Linked DNA regions of Bombyx mori: region 1 is linked to region 2. Evidence: chromatin contacts called from public Hi-C data. All regions are on one chromosome and are shown on one strand. Each heading gives the region's core, a stretch centred on a gene start, on an enhancer-like site or on the middle of the called end of the contact. The rest is flanking DNA. Distances are from core to core; before and after follow the strand shown.

Region 1 (7,377 bases), core at 1,416-3,915, 110 kb after region 2:
AGAGATGTGTAGGCAGACATTCGCTGTAGGAGGAATGCGCGGTCAACGCGAGGTCAACTTTCCATTTCACGGGTCCTTGGCTAATGATGCGAACAGAGTTAAAGCAGAACATCCGGTCCTTGTAAGCGTTCAGGCTGTTGCAAAATTGTGTTACATTTATAAATCATTTTGGTATTCTTTTAAAAACTCCTTTGCGTGTGAAACTCGAAAGTTCCCGAATGTGTTGTTTAAAGAACTCACGCGACTCTAAAGGCAAATTTCGCTCATGAAACCACGATCGTTAACTTCAGAAATATTTTATGTTCCTTCATTTGGACTGTGGCTTGTAAGTACCCAAAATAATGTACGCAGCTTTCTATATGCAAATACGAAAAAGGATCTTAAAAGAGACTTAATGAGGAGCAGTGGAAGTGAGAAATGGGATTTTTATACGAAACAGGTTAATGAGTTCGATATTAATATTTAAAACGGTAGTATATCTATCAATCAATTAATCAAAGCAAACGTAAATAATATGTAAAACGAACAGCTCAAACATTCTTGAACATTGATTTTGTAAACAAATTACATAAGTTTTGTCGCACGAATTCAAGTTTTGTGGATCACAACACGGTGCTGTGAACACAGGATCGCCTATTACACTAACTAGAGTATAATTATCGTGTAAATAAACAAAAATTTATCTGTTTACATAATAGAAATACTAGGGGATGAGGAGAGGATGAGGATGAGGTATTTTTTTTTTTTTAATAAAATGTGTTTTTTAGAAATTATATTATTTGTTATTTTCTTTCAATAAAAAAAATTAGTATGTTTAAGTTGATTATCGATAAAGTTGATTATTGAAAACACGAATAAAACAACATTTTCTGAAAATAAATCCTAGCTAGATCGATTTGTCGCCCCCGAAATCCCCTGTATACAAAATTTTATGAAAATCATTGGAGCCGTTTCCGAAATTCAGATTATAAATATATATATATATATTTATATATATATATATATATTTATAATCAAGAATTGAGAAGATATAAGATAAGATTAAATTATTATTTTGACGTCTGCTTTTCAAACTATTTTTTTATGTAGTAGCTGTTCACGAGCTTTAGTGAATCAATAAAAAAAAATCGAAATATGTAGTCAGTTTTGTGTTCAAATATCAGTAACAGATTAGAAACAGAGAAAATGTAATCCAAAAATAAATATTAAAGTGTCCGTGATTGTGGTCAAACTTTGTTCATTAGAAGACGAAAACTACTTACATTATGTAGGTATAATGATGTATTAATTCATAAATAGATAATAATATGTCGCATTACGTATACGAGTTGACCTGTGACATGATCTGTCGCACAAATGTGGACATCAAATGTAATAATGAAGCTTTCAAAACGTTTCAACCGAAATCCCGGAGCGCTTTGGTTGGATACGATGTTGAAAAATATCAATGTATGTTACGTTATTTTTATTATACGTAACGAAATCATGTATTATCAAAATTTAAGTAATATTATTTTATGAACTCATACATTTTTGTCATTGAAACCGAGTTTTCTTTTGCAATTTTGCAGAGTTTGATTAAACATTAACATGAAATTTGTTGAAACTGTTGCGCTAGTATTTTTTTGCAAAACGTAATAATCGTCGAAAGATAAGGTTGTTAATAAAGTAGTAATAAAGACTATAAAAAAAAACGATTAAGCAGTGATCAATACACAGCAGATAAACTTTTGCGAGGTGTCGATATCAAACAAAAACTTATCTTGATTAGTATCCGCGAACGGTGCACCTATTGTAAAATAATATTTAGAAAGTTAAAAGAAACACGTTAAAATTATAAATCAACAATAACAGAATCTATATAGAATCTATACAGAATAACAGATTTTTTTTTTCATCTAAAACAATAAAAAAAAATCTAGTGAATGGTGTTCAATACAACGTAAGAATAACTAAATAAAAGCGTCCATTCAAATACACTTTACTTCAGAGAGTCTAACAATAGTTTTTTTTTTAAATCTACCTACCTTATGGAAAATCTCATTGCTTTAGCAATCAGTCCAGAAAGCCAACTACATATTGACAATTTTCTATATCCAATGTATTTGACCAGCGTTGTAATTATTATCAATAATTTATTACTGATGTTAGGGCGTATTTCATTGTGAGTCCGTACGGGTAGGTATCACCACGCTGCCTATTTTTGCCATGAAGCAGTAATGCGTTTCGGTTTGCAGGGTGGTGCAGCCGTTGTACTGAAAACTGAGACTTAGAACTCATGATTTAAATGTCTGTGGAGACGGTTGACCACTTCACACTTCTTAAGAATTTAAAAAATACGTTACAATATTATTATACTAATAGTATTACAATTTTAAGCGACACAGCAAAGGATCATATGAGTTTTTGCAAAAAGGTAATTTATGAGTGTTAATGTAGTATGAGTAAAAGGAACATACCTCCATCAGCTATGTGCGTTTTTTTTATTAGTACTTTTTCATGCTGTTGCAGATTATGCGGTGATTGGGCCGTGCATAAGTTAAAAAATGACAAGGGACGCCATTTAGTATCGTCGGTAAGTTATAAATATATTTCGTACCAGGCATAAGGAAGTACACGAAGACTGCTAAGGCGACGCATACGGCTACAAGGGCAGCGGGCCATCGGATAACTCGTACCACTCTTGTCATCTTAGTACGTGCGACTCCACTGTCAACTGGAACTCTGTACAGGCTGTCTGGGTGAGATCCCTGAGAACAAAAACGGGTTGTCAGATTCGAAAATTTGTACAAGATTTGTCTGCCTAAAGGTAAAAACACAGTTAATAGGCATATTTTTTTTAAGCGTTGTTATGACCTGGTAGCTAAGACTTTTAATTCATTTCTCATTTTAATTTATATTCTTAATTTTATGAAAAATGATAATATGGAGTGAAATTAAATGAAGATTTGAGACATTAATCAAGTGGGATGAAATTAAATGAAATGAGATGAGATGATATGGGATGAAATATAATCTCAGTAAAATGATGGTCATTTACTGAGACTTTTTCAGTGGACTTTTTGGAGGATCCCGAGAAGTTACATTCAGCGGCTTTGTTTGATTTTCCCACATTTGTACACTTTCACAGATATTAAACAGTTAATAAACCACCGCTACACATTTAAACCCGAAGAAACACTAAATAGACAAAATAAAACAAATCACACAAATTCACTCCTCGCGTTCCCGCCAAAAAGTCCTGCATTATAAATATACATAGGCAAGAATGTTGCCGAAAAACGAGATGAGAGGACAGACCAAAGAATGATAAAAAATTAATCCAAAATTCAATCCAAGACCAAAGTAAAATAATAAATCAATATTATGTTAGGATTATTGTTAATAATAAAAACTATGCTAAGATAATAAATAAATAAAAAATATGTTACCTCAATTTAGCAATAACAAATGACAATGGTTATGGAAATATTTCAAAGCTCGTTTAAAATTTCTATAGATTCTAAGGACTACATATAACATATGTATGATAACACAATTTTCAAAAAACATGTACGATTGGCTCAGTCTTAGTCGATCCATTAGGTTATATAAGCAGCCGCAAAAATTGCATTAAAATCTGCATTTGATAAATGAAACTATTAAACGTTATTACTTATTTACATTCCGTTTTTTTGGCACAAAATATACAAAAACTTTCGCTTTCATTGTGCATTTAAAATACATTTACTTGGAAAAAACCATGATCCACTTCGAAAGGTCGCTTAAAATTCATTTCGAATAAAATATGTAACGCGATAGGCGTCGAAATTATAATCAGCAGAATATGTTTAGACGTTTTAGAACTACCGCGTAAGGGCTGTGAAATCCAATTGGGTAATTATTGGGTAGTTGTGCTTTATCAATTTGCATATTTTATGCATAGCTGTGGATAAAATACCCCAATCCCAAATACCAGCTACTTCCATTTGACTCCATACAGAAACGGGCTGTTCGGATGGTCGATAGTCCTGTTCTCGCGGATCGCTTGGAACCTCTGGGTCTACGGAGGGACTTCGGTTCTCTCTGTGTTTTATACCGCATGGTCCATGGGGAATGCTCTGAGGAATTATTCGAGATGATTCCCTCATCTCCTTTTTATCATCGCACCTCCCGCCATCGGAGCAAAGTTCATCCATATTATCTGGAACCGCTGCGTTCATCGACAGTGCGTTTCCAAAGATCTTTTTTGCCACGTACCATCCGGCTTTGGAATGAACTCCCCTCCACGGTGTTTTCCGAGCGCTATGACATGTCCTTCTTCAAACGAGGCTTGCGGAGAGTTCTTTATGGTAGGCAGCGGCTTGGCTCTGCCCCTGGCATTGCTGACGTCCATGAGCGACGGTGACCACTTACCATCAGGTGGGCCGTATGCTCGTCTGCCTACAAAGGCAATAAAAAATAAATAAATAAAATAAAATATGCGTAATATATTATGTATAACAATGATCTTTTATTTAATTGATAAATTCTTTCAATGCGAATGATATTTTAATACAAGATACCAATGCATTGGCTAATTGGTATATAAAAGCCACAAATACAGGACATATTTTTAAGAAAAATAAATAAAACTCAAATATCGTAAATGTTCAAGAAACCAAATAGATAAACCAATTTTTTAAATGCGATCATTTTTGTATTGAAACATTAAGTTATAAAATAGCAATAAAGGACCTATAACGTGGAGAATTACATAATCTATTACAAGAATCTGTAAGATTTGCCGCTGTCAAACGACGTGTCTTTCATACAAATCACCTACTTAACCACAAGCTAAGCTTTTGTGTCATTGTAACTATAGTAGATTCAAGAAGAACATGTGTACTTTAAAACTGATGTTTTTTAGAGATTAGCCAAGTTAAGTTACCTCGAAAGGCGATGCTGGGAATTAATGACAAGACACTAAAAGAACGTAATAATATTTTTTTTGTGCTTGGATGGGTGAATGAGCTTTTGGCCCAGCTGGTGTTAACTGGTTACTGGAGCCCAAAGACGTCAACAATATTAAAACCGTCACCCACCTTGAGATATAAGTTCTAAGTTCTCAGTTCTGTAGTGCAACGGCTGCCCCGCTGTTCAACACCCTACCTACACCAGTAAATTATTTTGGTTATTTTAATTTCATTATGCAGCGATTATTCATTCTATTCGATCCATTAATTCCATATTTAAGTTATGAATTTACATTTTATATACTTAAGAAGTAAATGTTTTGACCTTCATAATATTATGCGAAGAAAAAATAGTTCAGCATTTGTTTCGAGACGGTAGCTTTATTGCTTTAGCGCGCAATGTACTTAAAAACGATGTAAAGTTTAATTCCACCCATTAACTTATGTATATGTAAGTGTTGACGTGCGGTAATTTCCTTGAGGAAACGCAATCAGCGTCAGCCTGTTGTCCTCGATTTATATTACGTTGGGCTCACAAAATTTGAACTCAATAAAACCATAATAACTAAGATTTTTTTGTCTTTCTTCTTTTTTGCTGTAGTGGTAGATAGTTTATTACCTGTTAAGTAACGGTTCTCCTACAGCCCAAAAATCGCTGAAGTCCACATTAAGGTTCAGCCAAGGCTGGAAATAGGGTATATAATTGGACACAGTAGACGCTTTTGAAATGTGGTGCTGGAGACGCATGCTGACGATACAACAGACAGCCGTGGTGACAAACGAAACCGTTTTACAAGAGCTTCACGTCAAACAACGACTTGCCTTAAATAAGCTTCTTTGGACATATCGTCTTTTCGCATTAAAAGTGTACAATTTCCAAAAATATTCGAAATTGATTTAATATGTGGAATCGTTTGGTATCACCAGTATTTTTCTCATAAATACTGTCAAAAGAGCGTACTTTAGGTTTTTTTTAGATTATCTATGTTTTGACTAATTGTTACTTAATTTTATCTTATTTTAAAAGACAGATAATGTACTGGTACAAAATAAAAAATAAATATTGCAAAGATGATTAATTTTAAAAATATCACATGTTTTAAACCTTTAAAACACTCTCCTGTAAAATTAGTAAGTTTTGAGATTATACAGTTTTATACCAAATGCGATCAAACATGCATGTTCGAGTTCGAGAAGCAGTTAACCGTGGGACAGATGTTAATACGTTAGTGAAAATAATGTAGAATCAACAGAAACTCTACAATTATCTATTAAACTCGCACGGTACAGAAATAAATGAAGACAAATCGCACATGATTCTCATTAGTGAGGGAACGACCAAGAAGAAGAAATGCATAAACGTTATTACATAATAAGATTTATTTGTATAAATATTTAGATAGAATGCTAGCAATTTTTATTCGTTGGAATTCAGTGAAATTGTAATTTATAGATGTATTTTTTCGTTATATAAATAAGTGAGCTCTTATTCATCGCATGTGACCAAAACAAGTTCTTAATTTTATCGTTATAATAATATTTGTGTATCCTTATTTTATTTTCAACTAAAATCAAAAGTATTTCTATATGTATTTATATTCCATTTTTTCAAGACAATATTCTCATTAATAGTATTTTATCAACCTATATCAGAACTACTCTTACGGTCTAATCTTGCCTTTTTTAATTGTTATTAATTATATTATTTCTAACGTTTTCAGATTTACTGTTTTCGTGATCACGGATGACTAATTATTATTTATCTATTAATATTTTGCTACCTACCGTCTATTTTTCTTAAAAGCAGTTTGTTAGACTTCGGTTTTTATCTTTACTTGAAAACGTCAGATATATTATAATGAACATAAAAACGACGAAATTTAAAACGTAAAAGTAGTTTTACTTTCAACTATGTCTAATCAGTCGTGAAAGTCGTAGAAAATATTCTAAACTATATAACCTATATCAGGTTTGTCTACGTAAATTTATTGCTGCGACAAAATTTAAATAAAATTTAATTCAATATTATTCAACATTTCATGCCGCATAATCGATGTTGCATCCGGCTACCCCACTAGACTCGTCTCAATCATCAATATTTAGCTAGAAATTTTACTGATTCTCAAGACTGTGTATAAGTGCTTTGCTAATGCAATAGTGCTTTAATTAAAACTAAACTATTGACTTAGTAAATATACATTATGTTATCGACTCGACTAGTGACAGTAAAAAAATATGGTCATACTGCAACTTCGGGGTTTATTCTATTGATACTCCAAATATGACAATGCTCCAGTTTTCGAACAAACTACACCCACATACCGATATTTTTTTGATTTTCTTCACAAAATTATGTCGTATTCGTGAAAGGATTTGGATTTTAAACGAGCTATCTGTGTGCTTAGCGCGAGTTTTTTAACGTTCTCGATAGCGTAAAAGTTAA
Region 2 (6,588 bases), core at 2,329-4,828:
ATGTAAAATAAATTTGTAAAATGAAAAAAAAAAAAACGTATTTTTCTAGTCTTATACTCGCAACCTACTAGCACTACCATAAGCTATGTTTATTGCTTAATTATAACAGTAGGCTAAGATTTAAGCCCATAGCAAAAGCAAAGGGAAAACAATTGACGACACGCCACAAATTCCTACAAATGTCACCTCTACAAAACTCTGTTACTCTGTGCTACTACTTAAAATTGGTGGATATGATTATCAGCTTGGCGACAGCTTCTATTATGTTATCTTCCTCGAAACGATTCAACTGATACACAAAAAAAAAGAAAGAGAAACTAATATTATAGTCATTATCACATTGAAGTAGACCCACTTTGTAAATGCCGATGAAAATAGATTTATTTTCTTTTTTTTCGGACCGAGGGCCGGACCTCGGGACTGGTCTCCGACTGCGACCGCGGGCCCAAGGATGTTTTCCGGGCCCTACCCACAAAACGACTCCCCTGCACTCTTCGCTCAAGCGTCCGATCCCCTCGAAGGTCAGAACCCGGATGAGGTAAGGGGTTACCGCGGTCAACACTACAACCAGACGGCGCAGCTCACGCCAATGCGAATCGAAGGCTCTGAAACGTCAGCTGTCTCGGTACGGCAGCCCGTCAGGCCGCCCAGACACTGCTATTGGTGTCCCGGAATACCCCACTGGATGAAAGTAGTCCTATTGTTGTTTTTTTTTCGTATGACCAGAAGAAATCACAGTCGTTCTGCAATAGCAAATGGAAATGAAAATGATAATGTCATCTTGGAACAGAGGGCGAAATTTAATTTTTAATGCCTAACGACAGACCCTTCAAACCGGAAAGCACGACTGCTTCACGGAGATCAAGCGTCGCCTGCCAGGACTCGCTCCTTCCGAGCATCGCAGTCACAAAGGTCGGTAGCGAAATGTCCGGTCCTATCTTTGTGACGATAATGCGGCGCTGCCCCTACGAAAGCGGGGTAGAACCCTCAATTAACTACCCGATCCGGACGCACTAAAGATATTTAAAAGAAGCAATCCTACGCTTACAGAGCATTACTATTTCCTTCATAAATACGTAATACGTAAATAAATACAGTACAAAAAATTAAATTACTTTTACTATTTATTCTCGCTCTTTTGATGACAGTATATTATTTTTTAAATTTTGACTCAAAAACGCGCGATTAAAAGTAATGTTAACTATGTGTACGACTCGCAAAAACCGAAGAAAATACTAAATACTTTAATTTCAGAACGAAGCTCACAAAAAACAGTACAGTTTCTCACAAAATTTGCAGTGGCTTGGCTCTGCCCCTGGCATTGCTGAAGTCCATGGGCGACGATAACCACTCATCATCAGGTGGACCGTACGCTCGACTGCTTACAAAGACAATAAAAAAGTACTGTTTAGAAGGCCAATATGAAATATTGCAAATGAGCTTAATTCAATTAAATATTTTATTAGCGCAACATTGTCTTCTAGCCTCTTTAAGATTAAACGTTAAACTTTAAGCTGTGTTTAAGTTCATTTTAAATGTTTATAGCGGAACTACATGTTGATAGCATACAGGCGTTGAGTTTTAGGTTCGTGGGAGATGCCGCTATGTCCAAACTGAGGTCCAGCTGGCATGTGCCAATTATTGTATGGTCTTCAGAGCCCATAGACTGCAGCGTGAATGTAGCAGTGGCACAAATTGAGGCACTGTGCCGTTATTCGAACAGTATCGGAACATCGTCTATTTATTGGTTAAATTAAAGTGGAAGGAAAGAGACCTAGGGGACGTAATCTCATGCGCTGGTCCGATCAAATCAATCAAATTAAGACGACTTTGGAATCCAGCATCAATATCGCTATCCACTGCGCGGAGGACAGGAGTGAATAGAGGAACATAGTCCTAACAAAAGTGCTCCGTAAAGGTCACGACCCTCAGCACTGAGGAATATGACGTACGGAGGAGAATGCGGGTAATAACACCACGCACGACATGTAATTAGTAATGAATAGTTAGAAAAATCATGATACCAAGAAGTTAGTACAAAGAAGATGACGAAGATACTATGGTTTTTTTATTAATGCTTAGATGTGTGAATGAGCCCACTCAGTATAACGTGGTAACCGGAGTCAATAGACATCAACAACATAACCGTCGTTACCCACCCTAAGATAAAAGTTCTAAGTTTCAGTTCTATAGTACAAGCTCTTCAAATCAGAACGCATTACTGTATGCGACAGAAATAGGCGGGGTGGTGGTACCGTCCGGGCTCACGAGGCTCTCCACCAATAAAGAACAACTCTAAATTCGTAATACATGAACGATGAAGTACTTAGAATGCTTACTACTTATGTGGATGTTATGAAGCGAAAATTTCTGATTTGATTCCGGTTCATATCTCAAGACTGTATTCCCGTTGCGTAATGTTCATGAGCTCCGTAAATCGCCCTAAAACTAGTTGAGTGTGAGCTCGTCCCCCGTCTAATGCAAATCATATAGACAGTCCTATATGCTGAATCGAATTTTGTTTAGAACATTTAAACCAACCTTTGAATTCAGCTTTCGAATACACTCTTAAGAGTAATATGCCTCGCAATATTAGGGAATAAAAACGTGTCTTTGAATTTTAACATCCAGTTAATAACAATTAAAATGTGAAGCTACGTAAATTATGTTCTCATCATAAATAAATTAAAAAACTTTGCGTTTAGATAAAGAATAAATTTATTTTGCTTACACAAGACGCTATAAAACTACATGGTGATGTCCTAAACACATAACTCTTTTGTACCTACTGTCAGAAATTTCCACATTATAATTCTGTAGTATTTCGATTTTCTTTTTTTCTTTTCATTTTTACCGTATTATAACAAGAATTAATGCTGTTTCAAAAGACCACTATTTACGCTGTAGTTAATAAGCAACAATTTAATGTTCATTTCGTATCTAAATTGCACCTCTATGAATTCGAAATTTATGTAAATTGCGTCTTACTCGCGATAAAGAAAACAATTTACGATCGATCGCGGAACAAGTGAGACATCTGAAAATCATTATTACGGCTCAAATATTTCGCGTAAGCGGGATGCTAATCAAATCATCCGCTCAATTTGATAAGCACTGCGGCTTATATAGTGCCGGGAGTAACTGAATATTCACTGTTATAAGTAGCTTTTTAAAGTTGAATGATTTTTATATGAATGTTGGAACAGGCTGGCGATTTCGGCGCGAGACGAGTGCGCGTAACGTGGTAAGTTGTTATGCAACTGGTTCTCTAATTTATAACTTTACGAGGATATTTTTTTTAAATTAGTTGTACAGTTGAGATAGAATGATGATATTTTATGTTGGTAAATAAAAAAAAACAGAATTATTTTATTTTATCTGCTTTGATTGATATTGTCATGTTCCTTTGACCGGAAGCCGCGATCGATCACACAAATGATTGTCAGATGTCAATCAAGTTGGCGTATCGGTGGCTAGGCGCGATCGGTAGCAGGTCGGGCGCGAGGGCGAGTAGGCCGTAGATGAAGAGGGCGCGGGCCGCGGGCCCGGCGCCCCTGCCACGTGGGTGGGCGCTGCGTGTGGCCTCGCGCTGGGTGGCCCACTACTACCGCTCGCACGCATGCACACACGCGCGCCGCCCGACACACACACCCGCCGCGCAAATAAACACAATCATCAACCAGCGATACTTTATTCCGTCACTAGATTGAGCTATCGTTTGCGGAGATTTCAGAACGATCACAGCATAGAACAGAACTCCGGCCAGAACTTCATGTTTCTCTGCCTGCCGACTAGAGCTACACTGCGCATGCGTAGGTGGACGCAAACTACCCACTTTACTATGGCCAAGTCCGCTGGATCGGATCATCGACGCTAAATTTCTAATCCGCTTACATTTCAGGCTTTACAATCAATAGAATTCTATAAACCTACGTTTTATAGCTGCTTTCTACGCTAAATCGTACATAAACTATCAGATATATCTTACCACTTTAACTCTATAAATCCTCAACTTAGAAATTATTTAACGGTCAACATTTTAATGTACTATTAACATCTACACAAAAGCTTTAGTCGACATGGTCACTTATAAAACACTTTCGGTCTTTCACTTAAAATGTATCTCACATTAAATAAGTGTTACTCAAAAGAGGTGCTACTACGCTTTTGTTTCTTAAATCTATCATATATATTATTTGGTCTGTCTCCTATTAATCAGAGAACACGTACGTACATCCATATGAGTGCGAATAGAGTTTCCAACTTATTAAGTAACATTGTCACACTGCTAAGTTTGATCGGTTACAATCGGTTGTTTGTCGTATATTCCCAAAAATAATAATCTTATGCATTGCTGACTTCAAGCAAATTAGGACAAATCGTATTCTCGCATTAAAACTGTATAATCTCAAAAATGACTAATTTTACGGGAGAGTGTTTTAAAGGTTGAACATATTGTGATATTTTTAATATTAATCATCTTTGCAACATTTTTTTTTTTTTTACCGGTTACATTATCTGTTTTAAAGTAAAATAAAATGATGTATTAATTTTGATAATAGTAGTCAAGATATAGGTACACTAAAAAAAAAAACTAAAACTAAACTACGCTCTTTTGACAGAATTTATGAGAAAAATACTGGTGAGATACTAAATGATTCCGCATATTAACTCAATTTCGAATATTTTTGGAAATTGTACACTTTTAATGCGAAAAGACGAAATATTGAAAAAAGAAACAAATACTTATCATTTTATTGGAATCTGTTTTCCTGACTTAATGCGCTAAAATTTTGGTTATATTGCAGCCACTGAAATAAATCAAGATATTATTTCTGATCTTGATATTATTTCTGTGATTGCAGCCGATGAATAACGCATGCCCACGATGTCTCTGACGTTAAACCATTACCGACAGAAATTGACGGCATAACACGAAAACTGCCATCAATACGATAGAAAGTCTGAATAGCAGTAGAATAGCAGCAAAGCTTAAATTCGATAGAAATATGGATGATATTCCTGAAAAGTACAAGCACATACTTGTAAGTCACCACCAATAACACTATATTTGGCAAGCTTTTTTTACGATGTAGTTTTTTTTTATTGCTTAGATGAGTGGACGAGCTCACAGCCCACCTGGTGTTAAGTGGTTACTGGAGCCCATAGACATCCACAACGTAAATGCGCCACCCACCTTGAGATATAAGTTCTAAGGTCTCAATTATAGTTAGAAGTGATCGTAGATATATTGTTTGTAATGATCGCACTGAGCGACCTACCTTTTAAGCTATAAACGCTTCATTTTTTAATATCCTTGGAAGGCTCAGTAAAGCCGTGTCAATTTCAAAGCGGCTGACAAACTGTAGCACACTCTTCTACCAGAAAAATGATGTTAATAATTATTTTCTAATATTCACTCTTAGCATAGTTATTAACTTCAATATGGTAAACGAATTTCATTTTGCATCGAGCGAGGGTACTACGATAACGTCTCCGAAAAAAAAAAAGACTTATTTATTCACTAATAGATTGACGGTATCAAAACGCAGATAACATAGCAAGTCGTCGACAACGAATTTTGTATTAACCAAGCGATTGATATTCTCCGCTTGTCCAAATACATTTTAGGTATGAAACTTGCGAGACGTTTAAGCACTTGTACAAAGTGGTATCGTACTGACGTTCGAGCGCTATTATATTTGCAAATTCCGAATTTTTATGTCACCATTGTTTGTAGCGGACGGTTTTATTGCCCGGTAGCCTCCCAGGTTGTCGGCGGAACAAAGGAATACCGCTATGTGAGAGATTTTAACTCATACAAATCGCGCAGAAGGCTTATTGGTATGGAGCCAGTGTTCCTTAAAGTCGATTAAATCCGCCATTTTCGATCATTATTTTTAACGCGTTTTCGCGAGTTTTATTTTTATTACACAATTTTATTCCTTCATCTAGACATTCGTGAACATTAAGTACGTATTTCATTAGATAAAATGGTACCTGCCTGCGGGATTCGAACTCCGGCACAGTCGCATCGCGCGATACGAATGCACCGGGTGTCTTATCTTTTAAGCCACCACGACTTCTAGGCTAAACTACGTACAAGGCTATACACGGTAACCGTACTCGTCGAACTCAGCAAAAAATTCGACATACTACCTAACCCATGCATCAGCCCGCTGAATTTCTCGCCGGATCTTCTCAGCGAGTCACGATTCCGATCCAGTACTAGATTCATTCGCGAAACAGTTGCCCTTGAGTTGTTAGGTGTCCCGTGGAGGCGCTCGGGCAGCTGATAGGAAATCCCACCCCTCCTGGTTGAGCCTTTGCTCGCCCACCTGTCCTGAAACTGGATGCCACCAGGAATCCATCATTCATAAAAAAACAAGACTATACAATAGCTACACATTAGCTATTTGTGAAAGCATTACAAAAATCTGAAAAAATCTTTAGAAGATTTAGTGTTTGGCCTATTTTATTATAAAGGTTGGATACGTCTCACGGGACACCTGTAGTTAAGTGGTTATCGGAGCCGATATTCATCATCAATCAAAACGTCAATGGTGCCATCAATTTTGATACATTAGG

What was found. Hi-C and Micro-C count contacts between places; a contact is called where the count stands out from the background.
Region 1: a Hi-C map of middle silk gland shows a contact between it and region 2, with 2.2 times the contacts expected there. The contact joins two enhancer-like sites. A contact is called at or near these places in 2 of 7 Hi-C or Micro-C datasets (middle silk gland and posterior silk gland).

What each region holds. Positions count from the first base shown.
Region 1 is chr5:13,559,261-13,566,637 of ASM3026992v2, forward strand. It overlaps LOC101747221, which reads right to left. Exons shown (of 10, transcript XM_062668761.1): 3 at 2,600-2,750. Among protein-coding and RNA genes, the nearest start is that of LOC101742601, 29 kb to the left of the region's middle. Within about 2 kb of position 2,666, at least 2 of the 8 cell types and tissues checked have open chromatin away from gene starts, as enhancers often do.
Region 2 is chr5:13,452,748-13,459,335 of ASM3026992v2, forward strand. No RefSeq gene overlaps it. Among protein-coding and RNA genes, the nearest start is that of LOC101743039, 28 kb to the left of the region's middle. Within about 2 kb of position 3,579, at least 7 of the 8 cell types and tissues checked have open chromatin away from gene starts, as enhancers often do.